Regions from separate parts of the Pan troglodytes genome. Here region 1 is linked to region 2. Evidence: chromatin contacts called from public capture Hi-C data. All regions are on one chromosome and are shown on one strand. The core of a region is the stretch at or near the end of the contact, and the rest is flanking DNA. Distances in the headings are between cores, read along the strand shown.

Region 1 (6,488 bases), core at 2,819-5,318, 330 kb before region 2:
GAGGCAAGTCAGGAGCACTGGGATGGGGCGGCGGTGGGGAGGGGGCCGGGGCCATCCACGTCTCGATTCCCTAACTCCACAGATGAAATTCAGCTCCCATTCCACCACTGCAGCTTTGACCCCACCGTACTCCAGTGGTTTGTGGGCCTGTCCCCCCGTGGATCTGTCCATTCCCTGAGGGCAGGGCCTATAGCTGAGATGCTCCTGCTGTGTCCCCAGAGCTGCACAGAGCAGGTCCCCACTTATGTGAGGAGAGCCCAGGAGCACCAGGCTGGCAGGGGCAGGGGCAGGCGGGGTGTGGAGGAGCCCCGGGGGGGTTGGTTTGGGACAGGTTGACCTTGCAGGACTGTGGACATCTAAATGGGCCATCCTGAAAGTGGTGTGTGCCTCTGTGCTTGTGCACGTGTGTCGTGTGTAGTGTGTAGTGTGTCGTGTGTGTGTTTAGCAACTGTGTGCTGTCACGTTTAGGCCTGAGCCTTTCTCCCCTCTCTTGTGCTGGGAAGGGAGGGAGAATTGTAGAGAAAGCCAGAACACAGATACAATGGGGCTGGTGCCACAGGCTCTGGGGAGTAGATACCAGAGAACAAACCCTTCACCACCCACAGTGAGAACGGTCACGTGATGGGGTCCCAGCAAACAGCACAGGTGCTGTGAACATCACCGTTAACTATGCCACAGGTGGGCCGCCTGGTCAAATGCCCCTGGCCTGCTCAGGCAGCCCCCTCCTGTCCCAATCAGCTATAAACCCATTTGTGAAAAGTTGGTTTCCCTTTAAAATATGAATAACTAAGAGGAAGTCATGTGTTGTCGAACACTAACTGTCTGGGCTCAGGTTAGATGGTGCAACCTCTACCCACCAAGTTCACGTGCAGACAGTGCAAGTTCTGAGCTCAGTGTCTCGTGGGGCTTTGGAGGGTGCAACGGCAGCTCTCAACACTGGCCACCGGTAAGACCCATGTGGAAGGTTTGGACAAACCCCTATGGCCAGGTCCTGCCTCAACTGCTCAGAACATCTGGGGGGCTGGGGTGTGGGCAGCTGAGGATCCAGCGGCGCCCCCAGGTGACTCGGATGTGCAGCCAGGCACCGCTGCTGGGCTAATGCTGTATTTTGTCATTTGTGAAACGAAAGTAATAGCACTTCCTCCTGAATGAGGAAAACATTTAGCTCCCCTCCATAAGCACTTATTGCATGCCTACTCTGTGCTGGTTCCCATAGCGCCTACCGCTGCTGGCACACAGTGGGGCTGAACACACGTGGTGAGTTCGGTCCTGCACTGACCTGGACCTGGCTCAGCACCTACAGCCTGGGTGACCCTGGGCCCCTTGCCTGAGCCCTGTGGACGAATGTTCCCATCACCTGGCCCTGTGGCTGACACACAAAGTGACGGGAGTACCATGAGTATTTGACGAATAAAAGCATAAAGGCTAAATTCCACTGTCCGCTGATCATGGTCCACCTGTGCAATGGGCCGCCAGTCGGCAGAGATTCGCTAACCCCACATGGAGTACAACACACACCGTGATCCCACTTAACAAAGTCCAGGAGCAGACAAAGCACACGTAAGTAAGAAAACCACACGGAGGATCACCGCGGGGTGCACACCACGTGCAGGGTGCTGTACTCCCTGGGGGGGGGCCTGGGGCCATCTCGGTGGCGCCCTGTTCCTTCAGCTGGTGGGACAGGGCTGTTCATGTTATAGTTATTGGATATAGTCTTTGCAAATATGAAATATTTTATCAGAAAAGAAAAACAAGTGAATTATCTCATCTCTTTCTGGAATTCTACTGTGTCTAAAACAAATTGCCCAACTTCAGATGTCAAGCAACTATCCTAGAATCTAGAAAATGCCAGACTGAGGAAGAATGATAAAAAGATGGGAAAGGGGCATGTTCTCTGGCTTCCTTTGTTGCCCCACAGCCTGGAGGCCTGATGGTGAGAAGGGCCTTCCACTCGGGGCTGTCCCCACTCTCAGCAATGCCTGCTCTGAATGGCCCCTAAGAAGCCACTGAAGAAAATTCAGCCGGGCACGGTGGCTCATGCCTGTAATCCCAGCACTTTGGGAGCCTGAGGCAGGCAGATCACCTGAGGTCAGGAGTTCGAGACCAACCTGGCCAACATGGTAAAACCCCCATCTCTACTAAAAATACAAAAGCTAGCCAGGTGTGGTGGTGGGCGCCTGTAATCCCAGCTACTCGGGAGGCTGAGGCAGGAGAATTGCTTGAACCCAGGAGGCGGAGATTGCAGTGAGCCAAGACTGTACTACTGCACTCCAGCCTGGGCGACAGAGCGAGACTCAGTCTAAAAAAAAAGGAAATTTTAAGAAGCCAGGGCTGAGGAAGGATGTTGGGAACGCGTTGCTCCTGCTGGCAGCTCAGAGCTGCATGGCCGAGCAGCCACACTCACTTGTGACATTCTCTTCCTCCTGAGTATGAAGAAAGACAGGAAGCTGTGGTCTGGCTGCCGCTGTGTGCTTGGTCAGGGAGGAAGGGGACAGATGTGAGAACTATCTTAACCCATCCGGACTGGGAATCAAGACAAACAAAAATAGACAACTGACAGTAAATAGGCAGAAAGGGGGAAGTCAGGTACAAACGCCACTCACCCAGGGCCCAGGAGGGAAGCTCGGACCTCCCAAGGTTATTCAAAGGCACTCTCTGCACCTGCTGCCTGCTGCTCTGAATGCCCTGCCCTCTCGTACTCCATGGCCAACTCCAACTTGTCTTTCGTAGGCTCAGATACAGATACCAACTACCCCAGGAAGGCCTCTCTCCCCTGCCCCCCTACTTCCTCCATCCAGGCTGTGGTGCCCCTACGCCTCTCAGGGCCTCCTCATGTTGCTTCTGACCGTGACCATGTGGGGGACAAACCCGTGTCCTTCGTGCCTCTCCACAGCCCTGCCTTTGGGCCTCCAACTATGAACCAACCTGACCCCTCCCTTGTCCCCACTCTGGAGCCACCGCCCAGCCCCCGCACATGGGCACTTCTCATGAGGTCCCCATGGGAAGGGCACTGGCACTGGAGGAAGAAAGTCCCGGGTACGAGCCCCGCTCCACCCTTCCCCAGCTGTAGGGCAGGGAAGTGGCCGCACAAACCTCGAGGGGCTGTCGTGCAGAACAGGGTGATGGGCAGGGCCTGCTGTGGGGTGGCACTCAGTGACTGCCAGGCACCCCCTGCTCCCCTGGCCTCAGGCTTTGCTCCGGTCAAAACCCGCTGGTTCTCTGCAGGGCAGGGCAAGGGCAGACATGGCGAGGGGCCACCCTAGTGGTGGTGATGATGGCTGCCAGTGGCTCATCTACCTGAAACTGGAGGCATTCCGCATGTGTACACATTCTCTTACCAATCTTCTCAGCAACCCTATAAACGCTGTCACCCCATTTCACAGATCAGGCACCTGAGGCTCAGCCAGTTCAGCCACATGGCCAGGAGCACACAGCAGTGAGCATGGGAGCAGAGGTGTGCACCTGGGAAGATCCAACACCAAAGCCCAGGCGCCAGCCACTCCGAGGAGGAACTGCTTCTCCAGGTGGGGCCAGAGCCTTCCCAGGCTGGACTTCCACCCCCGTCCCCCGAATAGGCACTGCCCACCCTGCCCTGTCACCCCTGCTGCAGGTGGTTCTAAAGTTTGCTTGGGGCTGGGCACGGTGGCTCATGCCTGTCATCCCAGCACTTTGGGAGTGGGTGGATCACAAGGTCAGGAGATGGAGACCATCCTGGCCAACATGGTGAAACCCTGTCTCTACTAAAATATAGAAAACATTAGCCAGGTATGGTGGCCCGTGCCTGTAGTCCCAGCTACTCATGAGACTGAGACAGGGGAATCATTTGAACCTGGAAGGCAGAGGTTGCAGTGAGCCAAGATCGCACCACCGCACTCCAGCCTGACGACACAGAGAGATTCCGCCTCAAAAAAAAAAAATAAACAAATATGGGTGACAAGACCTCCCATGCTGGAATCTTATAATTAGAAGAGATTTAAAACCATCTGGCCAAACTCAGTCAACTCTAACTCCCCTGGGCCCAGCGAAAGTTCAAAGTCGCTTCCTGCGATTCATTCTCACAGCTCTTTGTGAACACCCCAGTGGGGCCCCAGTGGTGTAGGTGCCGGGACTGACTGGTGGCTTCCCTGTCTCACTGCACCCAGGGCAGAGGCTTCTGCTGGGTCCTGAGTGCGGTGTCCAGCAAGGAGGCTTGGAGAGGACGCAGGGGCTCCCGGTCATCCAATGCCCAGATGGGGCTCAGGAACGCAGACAGCACCCGCGGGGCCAGGCTGGAAAAGCCACGTCCCCTCTGCCTTGAGCAGGAAAAATGCCTTCCCAAGAGCAGGGGCCGCATCTTCTGAGGGTTCCCAAATCCCCCAGCCTCCAGAAGCCCGTGCAGGCCAGCCCCCAGCAGGGCACACTTTTTCCCAGCAGCCCAGGAAGGGTGTCTGCTGCCCACCCCACAGGGCAGGGCATGACCTCCTGGAGGTGCTGGCCCAGCTAGCAGGTGGTGAGGTTGGAGGCCAACCAGGGGCCGCAGGCCTTGACCACAGGCACCTCCCTGACCCCTGGGCCTGGCTCAGGCCGGAGCATTACCCCAACTCTCCCGTCCCCTTTCAGCCCTCTTCTCCAAACCCAAAGCCAGCGGGCCCCCAGGTGGAGGCAGGGCAGAGGCCTGGAGGCCAGCCACTGCCCAGCCCTGTCACTCCTCTCCCATCTGGCCATGGGCGGAGCCACCGACAGCCATCACCCAGGGATGTGTGTGTGTGTGTGTGTGTGTGAGAGAAAGAGAGACAGAAAGAGAGGGAGAGGGAGACAGGAAGAAGGAAAGAGTCAGGGAGAGAGAAGGAGACAAAGAGAGGGAGATAGCACAGTCTGTGGCTCCGTGGTGGGAGATGCCAGGCAAGGGGGGCCCTCCTGGACATGGGTCACCTCTGATTCCCCACTCACCCTTGACCCACTGAGACGTCCTTTTCAAGCACCTGGAATCTTTCCAAGAACTACACACACAGATCTTCACGGCGCCACCAGGAAAAGGAAGGAGCCGCACCTCCTCCCCCTCGCATCTGGGAACCCTTCCCTGGGCAGAGGGAGGAGGCAGCAGGCCCCATCCCATCAAATCATGCGGAAAAGCCTGGCGGGGAGAGTTGGCTAAGGGTGGATTTGTTTAAAAACAGCAAAGGCCTTGGGCCCCGGGTTTTTGCACCTGTGGGCTCCAGGCAGCAGTTTCTGTTTCAGGAGCTCTCCCGCTCCCAGTGGGGAATCAGACCCAGAGGAGAGGGGTGACGAGCCCGTGTTCTCCGGGCCCACACTGCTGACTGCACTGATACCCGGGCTGGGAATCTTCTCCCCTGCAGGTGGGGATGCCACAGGCTCCTCCACTCCCCATTCCCACCTTCTTCCACTCACTCCAACTCCCCCAGAATAGAGGGTCCCAGGAACCTGCGGGTGGCTCGGCAGCTCTCCTCCCAAACCCAGCTGCTCAGCCTCCACCTCCAGCTGTCCCCCACAGCCCTCACCCCTCCTGTGCTCCTCTCCCGCCCACCTTACCCACTGGACAGACTGGTCGTCCCGGGGTCTCAGGTCAGCACCATCAGCACAGATTCTATTGACAGTGGAACTAGTGCCTTCCCAGTGCACACCCCACCCTCTTGGGCCTCACCTGCGAGCTGGGGCCAGGGCATCCCCTCGGCTTCACGCTGTCCCCTACCCCAGCACTAGATTGGGGAACCACATCTCTGTGCCAGCCAGCAGTGTGGTGGGGGACAATAAGGTCAGGGGTCAGACCACCTCCCACGGTGACCCCTGAGCCCTGAGGCATGTCCTCGTGGACTCCACCCCTCCTGGGGCTCAGCATCCTAAGACCAGACCCATCTCCTTCCCAAAACCTGCTCCCCGCAGAAAGAGGCCACAGGTCGGCAACCACAGCTGCCACCCTGGCTGACAGAGCCAGACACCTGGGTCAGCCCAGCCTCCTTGTGCCACTGCTGGACACTGGCCACCGGCCCAGTCTTCCCTTTCCCCACCGCAGATGAGCCCCTGCCTCTCAGGCCTGACAACTCTACATCCCTGCATCAGCCCAGGTCCTCGGGGAAGCCAACACTGAGACAGGATTAAACAGGCAGGAGCCGCATGACAGGCACCTGTGGGATAACCTGGGGATGGAGCTGGGGGCTGGGAGAGCCCTCGGAAGCTGGGAGGGAGTGAAGTGCCCCAATGTCCAAGTCTACCCGAAACCCCGAATGTGACCTTATTTGGAAATAAGGTCTCTGCAGATGTAATGAGCTAAGTGAAGATGAGACCATCCTGGAATAGGGTGGGCTTCAGATCCAATGGCTCCTTATAAGAGGAGAAGCCACCCAGAGACACACAGGGGAGACGAAGGCCGAAACTGGGAACATGCACAAACCAAGGGACACTGAGGATTTCCAGCCACCGCCAGGAGAGGCAGGCAGCCTCCCCTCCCCCAGCCTGAGGGGAAGCCTGGCCTGCCCACCTTGGCTTTGCAC
Region 2 (6,677 bases), core at 298-2,797:
TATTACAGCAAATGGATACAAAGCAGAATCAGCAAAGGATGAAGGTGCATGGGGTGAAGTCCAGGGACAACCAGATGCAAGCTTCCAAGGGTCCCTTCCCAGTGGAGGCCACAGGACACTCTGAATTCCCCAGCAATGGATTGTGGCGACCTGTGTGAAATGTTGCCTACTGAGAAAGCTCATTAGAGACTTGGTGCCTAGGGTTTTTATTGGGGGCTCTTTTTTACATGCACTCTGTGCCTGGCCTGCATCCAAATACCAGACTCCCAGAAGGAAAGCAAGAGTTCAGCATAAACCACATTTTTTGTACAAACATTTTAGGCATAGTGTACCATACCTGTCAGGGGATGGTGGCAACTCTGCGAAAATCCAAGTTCCCAGATAGCAGGCAAGGGACAATCATGTAAGGTCAGTCACAAGCCTGCTACATTAACTCTTTTCTGTGTATTTCTGCTAAATCAGTCTCTGTCCAGTTTTGCTCCTTAGCCTATCCGTGCTCTGTGCTACAGCTTGAGGAAGCTTTCCTAATTAAATATCTTACATGACCTACTCTTGCTCTTAGGATACTTTGCAATATTCTTAACCTAGCTTGCAGGAGCCCGTGTGATTGTTTCCTGCTCACTTCTCTAACCTTGGTTTTTGTCACTCCTCATACTATTCTTCAAGTACATTTACCTTTTTTTCAATTCCAGGAGCAAACATCCTTTCTTTTCCCTGAAGGCCTTTGCCAATATTCTGTCTTTGCGTGATCCACTCTTCTCCCAACCCCCTTTTCGTTGCTAAGCCTAACTCATCTTCTCGGTCTCATTCTACATCACTTCCTGTAGAAACCTCATTGACCCACCCCCAAGCCAGGAGAGCATCCCCATCATGTTTTCCTGTAATAGTTTCTAGTTATTAATTACCAGAGTCCTAAACATGGGCTTTTAACTTGTCTACCCTCCCCAGGCAACCTGGCAAGTTGCTGACAGCCAGGGTCATATGCAGTACTGTGGGCCTCACACAGGCAAGGTCTGCATGTGGCTAGTGCACCTCTAGCTTTGGACAGTGCACTCTACAGCATCAGCAGTGTCTGATAGAGGTTCATTTGGGGTCATATCAGGGCAGGAACTGATGTTTATTTAGAGTACCTTTAGTTGTGGGAAGTTAAGGGATAATTTTGGATTAAAATCAAAGCTGGGCAATGTGGTGTGTTCCTGTGGTTCTGAGGCTGAGGCAGGAGGATCACTGAAGCCCGGGGGTTTGAGGCTGTGGTGTACTATGATCATGCCTGTGAATAGCAACCACACTCGAGTCTGGGTGACTTCGTGAGACTCCACCCCATTTCTTAAAACACAGACACACACACACATAGAGGAATCATGAACATAGGTATGAAAGTGAGTGAGGAAGGTAGTACATTGGAAGTGTTAACAGATAAAGGAAACTAAATAAATGAAGCAAACTTTACAAGAGTGGAATTTCCACAAACCTTATAGCAGCAGGACACCATTATTGCTATTGATCAGATAAGAGCTGAAATCCAAGCTGTCGTGAGAAAGTTGCTTAGCAACAGCATACATAATTGTGGTGCAGACAAGGGAAAACCCCAGTGTTTTGGCAGCACAACAAAGAAGGAAATGATGTAATTTATTGATTTAAAATGTGTGTCCTCTGACTGCCCAATAAATGTAGTTCAAAGATAAGTTGTGATAAATCATGTAGCTGCAATGGAAGAGAAAGTAATGAGTTGTTAGAAAACAACTTTGATTAAATTTTTATACTAAAGATATAAAATTTCACATATTTGGAGAATTCTGTAAAAGGAACACAAGTCTATGGCTGTTTGCTGTGATTATTATAGAGATTATACAGTTTCACATTCAATAGTTGTAGTGCTTCGAAACGATGTACAAGTTGAGCATTTCTAATCTGGAACTTCAAAATGCTCCAAAATTTGAAACTTTTTGAGGACCAACATGTTGCAGCAAGTGGAAACTTCCACACCTGACCTCATGTGACCTCATGTGTAACAGGTTGCAGTCAAATATTTGTTTCATGAACAAAGTTATTTAAAATATTGTATGAAATTACTTTTGGGTTACATGTATAAGGTGTATATGAAACATAAACAGATTTCACGTTTAGACTTGGGTCCTATCCCCTAGATTCCTCATTTTGTATATGCAGACATTCCAAAATCCAAAAAATCTGACATTGGAAACACTCTTGTTCCAAGCATTGTGGATAAGAGATATTCAACCTATACTGTTTTAAGTGTCAGTATTTCATCTGGAAAAGGTTTTCTCTTATAAAAAGACCAGGTAACTTTGACATCTAAAGACTGTGTGGCTCCTTTTTTCCCTGTGTTTTGTGCTTTCCAAAAATTTTTTACTAATTTTTTAAATGGCACCAAGACTTTTGGCCAAAATTTTACTTTTTGTGGGTAAATATGTAAAACTAGTGTTAAACCATGTCATGAAGCAAGTAGCAAGATACATTGAGATTACTTTTTTAAGTATGTAGGTAATAGTACATATTAATGTATTTCTTGATAATTTTTTACATGCCATAAATTTAAGAAGGACCAGTCATACTGTAGTATTTCATATTATGTTTTAGAGAGCAAAATCCACTTCCAGGTGTATGTTTTTTTTCTCATAACTTTAGGGGCAATCCTTTAGTGTGTAGCATTTAAATTTACATTTTTATTTAACCCATTCATACCAGATTAAATTGTATTGCATTGTTTTAAATTATTGTCAAGAGTATCTTTCTCAGAACAGTTCAACATTCCTTCAGTTGTGTATTTTAATTTGTGATCTTTAAAGCATTAAAGCAGCCTGGCTATTTTAATAGTAGAATCCAATTTTTAAAGAAATCACGTATCTAAAATTTTGTCTTCCTCATCCAAGGCAGTTCCCTACTTGATGAGGCCGAGTTGCGGGGTCCTGGGGAAATTGCAGGGCTCACAGCTTTGCTTTTGTCTGTCACAGGTTGGCCAACAGCGAAAAGCAAGGCATGCGGACACACGCCGTCTCTGTGTCAGGTAAGGGGCTCTAGGTAGCAGACCTCGAAAAGCACTCTCATGGGGTAAGACGATCATAGATGTCTATTTTTAGTATAATTGCTTCATTCTAGAATAGCTTATGAAAATAAGCATTCTGGCTGTCCAAATTTGCATAATTTTACCATCATTAAATAGTTTTAAGTATGGCTCATAGTTTTTTTTTTTTTTTTTTAGATGGAACACAGGTAAAATACCAGATCACTCAGCAAGTTGTATAGAATTCCAAATTATTTTTGGGTTTTAATATCATGTTAATCTTATCCAGAATGAAGTTGCCATTATAATTTATCTTGCAATTCAGTAGAATATACTTTGCATATTTATTTTATGAAGTTCAGGAAATGTGAGACATTTTAAAACAATTTTTGTCTTTCACAATATGGTGTTTGAGTATTGCTTTTTAAAAAATATAGTTAAGATTCTGGCATGAGCATTGTCTTAACTATTTGCTGGTGCAATTAAGTGTGTTGTACTTTCCTTGGTATGTTTCAAAATAGATATGCCTTTTTTCCCATTTAAAAATGTGGGAAATAAAGGAAGGGGAGGATGAGAAAGCATCTTCTGTGGGCCCATTTGATATCTTAAAATACATATACTGTCTGTATATGCACATATATACATACGTAACCATATACACACATATGTAATTTGTTCTTATATATGTGCATACATATATGTTACATTTCTGAAATAATAGTTTCCTTTTAACTTTAGCATCTCACTTAGAAAAGACCCAATTCCTGTTTATTTTGAGTCAGTTTTTTTTGAGACGGAGTCTCACTGTGTCGCCCAGGCTGGAGCGCAGTGGCGCGATCTCAGCTCACTGCAACCTCTGCTTCCCAGGTTCAAGGAGTTCCCCTGCCTCAGCCTCCCGAGTAGCTGGGATTACAGGTGCCCACCACCACACCCTGCTCACTTTTGTATTTTTAATAGAGACAGGGTTTTGCCATATTGGCCAGGCTGGTCTCAAACTCCTGACCTCAGATGATCCACCTGCCTCGGCCTCCCAAAGTCCCAGGAATTATAGGCGTGAGCCACTGGGCCTGGCTTCCTTGTTTTTTTTTTTTTTTAATGGTGCACAAATGTCCCATAAGCCCTTACTCAAGAAATATTTTTGCTTGTATTTGTACACTTGGCAGAGATACTCAGTAAAGGTGAATGATGTGTTATACTGTCAAAGTACTACTGCTTAAGAAATCATTGCTCACTTCCTAACTAAGTAGAGAGAAGGTTGGAATGCTAGAGCTGGTCTTATGGAAGCTTCGGGGTTGCCAGTGTGTTCTCAGGTAAACAGTTAGTCATCCTTATAAGCTTAATCGTGACTTCATGGAGTAGCCCTAGTTTCCAGTAGTGACACTGGGGCAGTAAACAGCACTCAGCATTTGCATTTGTTCAGTCTGTAGTGGGTACAGAGAATTGGCAAACTTGCCAGGCCCTCACGGAGTTTGTAATCTAGTTGGAGAGAGAAAGACCACCACACATGCTACAGTCACAGGAGTCTGGAGGAGGGAGCAACTGCTGGGCATCAAAGGATGTTCTGCAGGATGTTCTGTAGAGTAGGTGAGATTTGAGCAGGGCTTTGAATAACTCACAGGCCCTTTGGTCCATCTTCTTGCCAAACTGTAAAGCAGCTTTTGGGATGAGCCCCGGGGACTGCCCTTTTGGTGCTTGCCACACACTGTCTCCACAGTCTCCCCAGGCTTGATCAAGAGAGAAGGGAAATGTCCCATTATGTTAATAAGGACTATTCCTGGCATCTGTCTTTGGGTAACAAAGTAATGAAATGTAATAAAATAGGCCCCAGCAGTGCCTTCAAATCTTGTTCCTCCTGTTTTACTAATCTCTTTTAATCAATACTCTCCATTCAAGGTTTAAACCTCAGATGTGTCTTTTAGCAACTGGTCATCACCAAACTTGGACTTTACTTCTTCCAGCCAACCCCCACTTTATGATCTCAGTGTTTTCTTCCTATTTCAGAACCCCATTAAGAGGAATAAAGTTAGCTGGCATTTTATGAGTACTGTGTTCCAGGCTCAGGTTTAAGTTCTATGTTCTTGTACATGTATCATCTCATTTAGTCCTTACAACAAAGGGCCTATAAGATAGTTTTCTTGTTGTAAAGCTGAGGAGACTATGTCCCAGAGAGGTTAAATAATTTGTCCAAGGTTACATAGCTGCTAAAATCTGGAGTCATTATTCAAACTCTAATGTCTGGCTTTAACACCCCCCTGAATTACTTGTGATCGTGCTTTCATTTTTTCTTCTAGGTACTCCGTAACTAGGAGTTCATACTTCAGTACCTTCTCCATGTTCTTAGATTGCTACCATGTTGATTTAAATAGGCAGTTCTCTGGTCAGAAACTTTTAGTAATCATATAGTATCCATCAGATGAAGTTTGGGCTCCTCAGCTTAGCCCTCCAAGACCTTTCATTATCTGCCCACCACCCACCTCTCCAGTCTTCCCTCACCTCCTCATCTACATTGTTTTTTAGCCAAAAAAAAGTTGGTGGCTGTGGCTCTCCCGTCCTCCTTATCTCTGTTGTTCTGCTTGAGCTGTTCCATCCAGACTTGCTCTTTTCATCATTACGTATAAAAATAGTTTCACTTTCAGAGTTAGTGATACTTCAATATATGACTATCACTTAGGTGATTTACAAATCCAAGCAAAGAATAATTGGTGTCCAGTGGATATTTAATGACATGTCATTAATTGTTCGGAGTCTTGTTTGTCCTTAGTCATTCCACCTACTGCTTGCTTACTTAGGTGGAACCAGAGAAACAAGTGTGGTATATTTCTTTTCTTTTCTTGCCTGCCGGCCCTCCCTCCCTTCTTCCTCCCATCTTTTTTTCCTTCTGTCATCCTGACATTCAATGGTGTGATATGTTTCTATCTTCCACAAAACCATAAAACCTAAAAACTGATAAGCCTAGCTGGCCAGGAACCAGTACATTGCACTTAGCCCCAAAGCTGGTAATTCACATTTCTAGGGACATCTTTGTTAAGCCGATACCTAGAAAAACAGTAATATTACTGAATCCCAGGGTTATTTCTTACCTGCCAACCTGGAAATACTGTACTATGTGGGATGTAGTGCTGATACACCAAGGTAGAGGCCCTGCTGCTCCTGGATCCTTGTGAAATTCTGCATGTGCTTCTCCACAGCAAGCATGTTCAGTGTCTAGGATAGTGGGGTGAGGCTGCAATCAGCTGTATGCCAGCTGCAATTACTTGTTTTTCTGTCATACGATACTTCATTTAACCCCTAACAAGCCCTACGGGATTGAAGAGACCTCAGTTTTACATTTCTGTTTTACATTAATCCGGCCAACAGATAGTTCTTGAGTGCCTGCAGCGTGCTGAGCACTATTCTAGATACTGGAGTCTGCTAGAAAACAAAGCCACGTCCCTCCCTTTATGGAGTTTACATTCTTGGTGAAAGAGTCAAACCATAGATAGTGAATTAAAATAAAGCAGGTAAATTGAGAGCAACAGGAAAGTTATTTAAAATTGTGTTCTGTATGACAATAAACCTGCACATGTATTAACTCGTGTGGGTTTGTAAAGCCCTTCATAAATGTTAAATATTATTTAATCCCACAGTGGCCTTGCAAGGTATTTATTATCTC

What was found. Capture Hi-C pulls out chosen DNA fragments and counts their contacts.
Region 1: a contact with region 2 is called in a capture Hi-C map of stem cell-derived neural stem cells, with 3 times the contacts expected there. The contact joins two enhancer-like sites.

What each region holds. Positions count from the first base shown.
Region 1 is chr7:151,398,036-151,404,523 of NHGRI_mPanTro3-v2.0_pri, reverse strand. No RefSeq gene overlaps it. Among named protein-coding and RNA genes, the nearest start is that of DENND3, 9.5 kb to the left of the region's middle. Within about 2 kb of position 4,068, at least 6 of the 24 cell types and tissues checked have an H3K27ac peak or open chromatin away from gene starts, as enhancers often do. A contact at or near this core is called in stem cell-derived neural stem cells, where this site is marked.
Region 2 is chr7:151,067,166-151,073,842 of NHGRI_mPanTro3-v2.0_pri, reverse strand. It overlaps PTK2 (protein tyrosine kinase 2), which reads left to right. Exons shown (of 30, transcript XM_063816590.1): 12 at 2,976-3,028. Among named protein-coding and RNA genes, the nearest start is that of MIR151, 58 kb to the right of the region's middle. Within about 2 kb of position 1,547, at least 6 of the 24 cell types and tissues checked have an H3K27ac peak or open chromatin away from gene starts, as enhancers often do. A contact at or near this core is called in stem cell-derived neural stem cells, where this site is marked.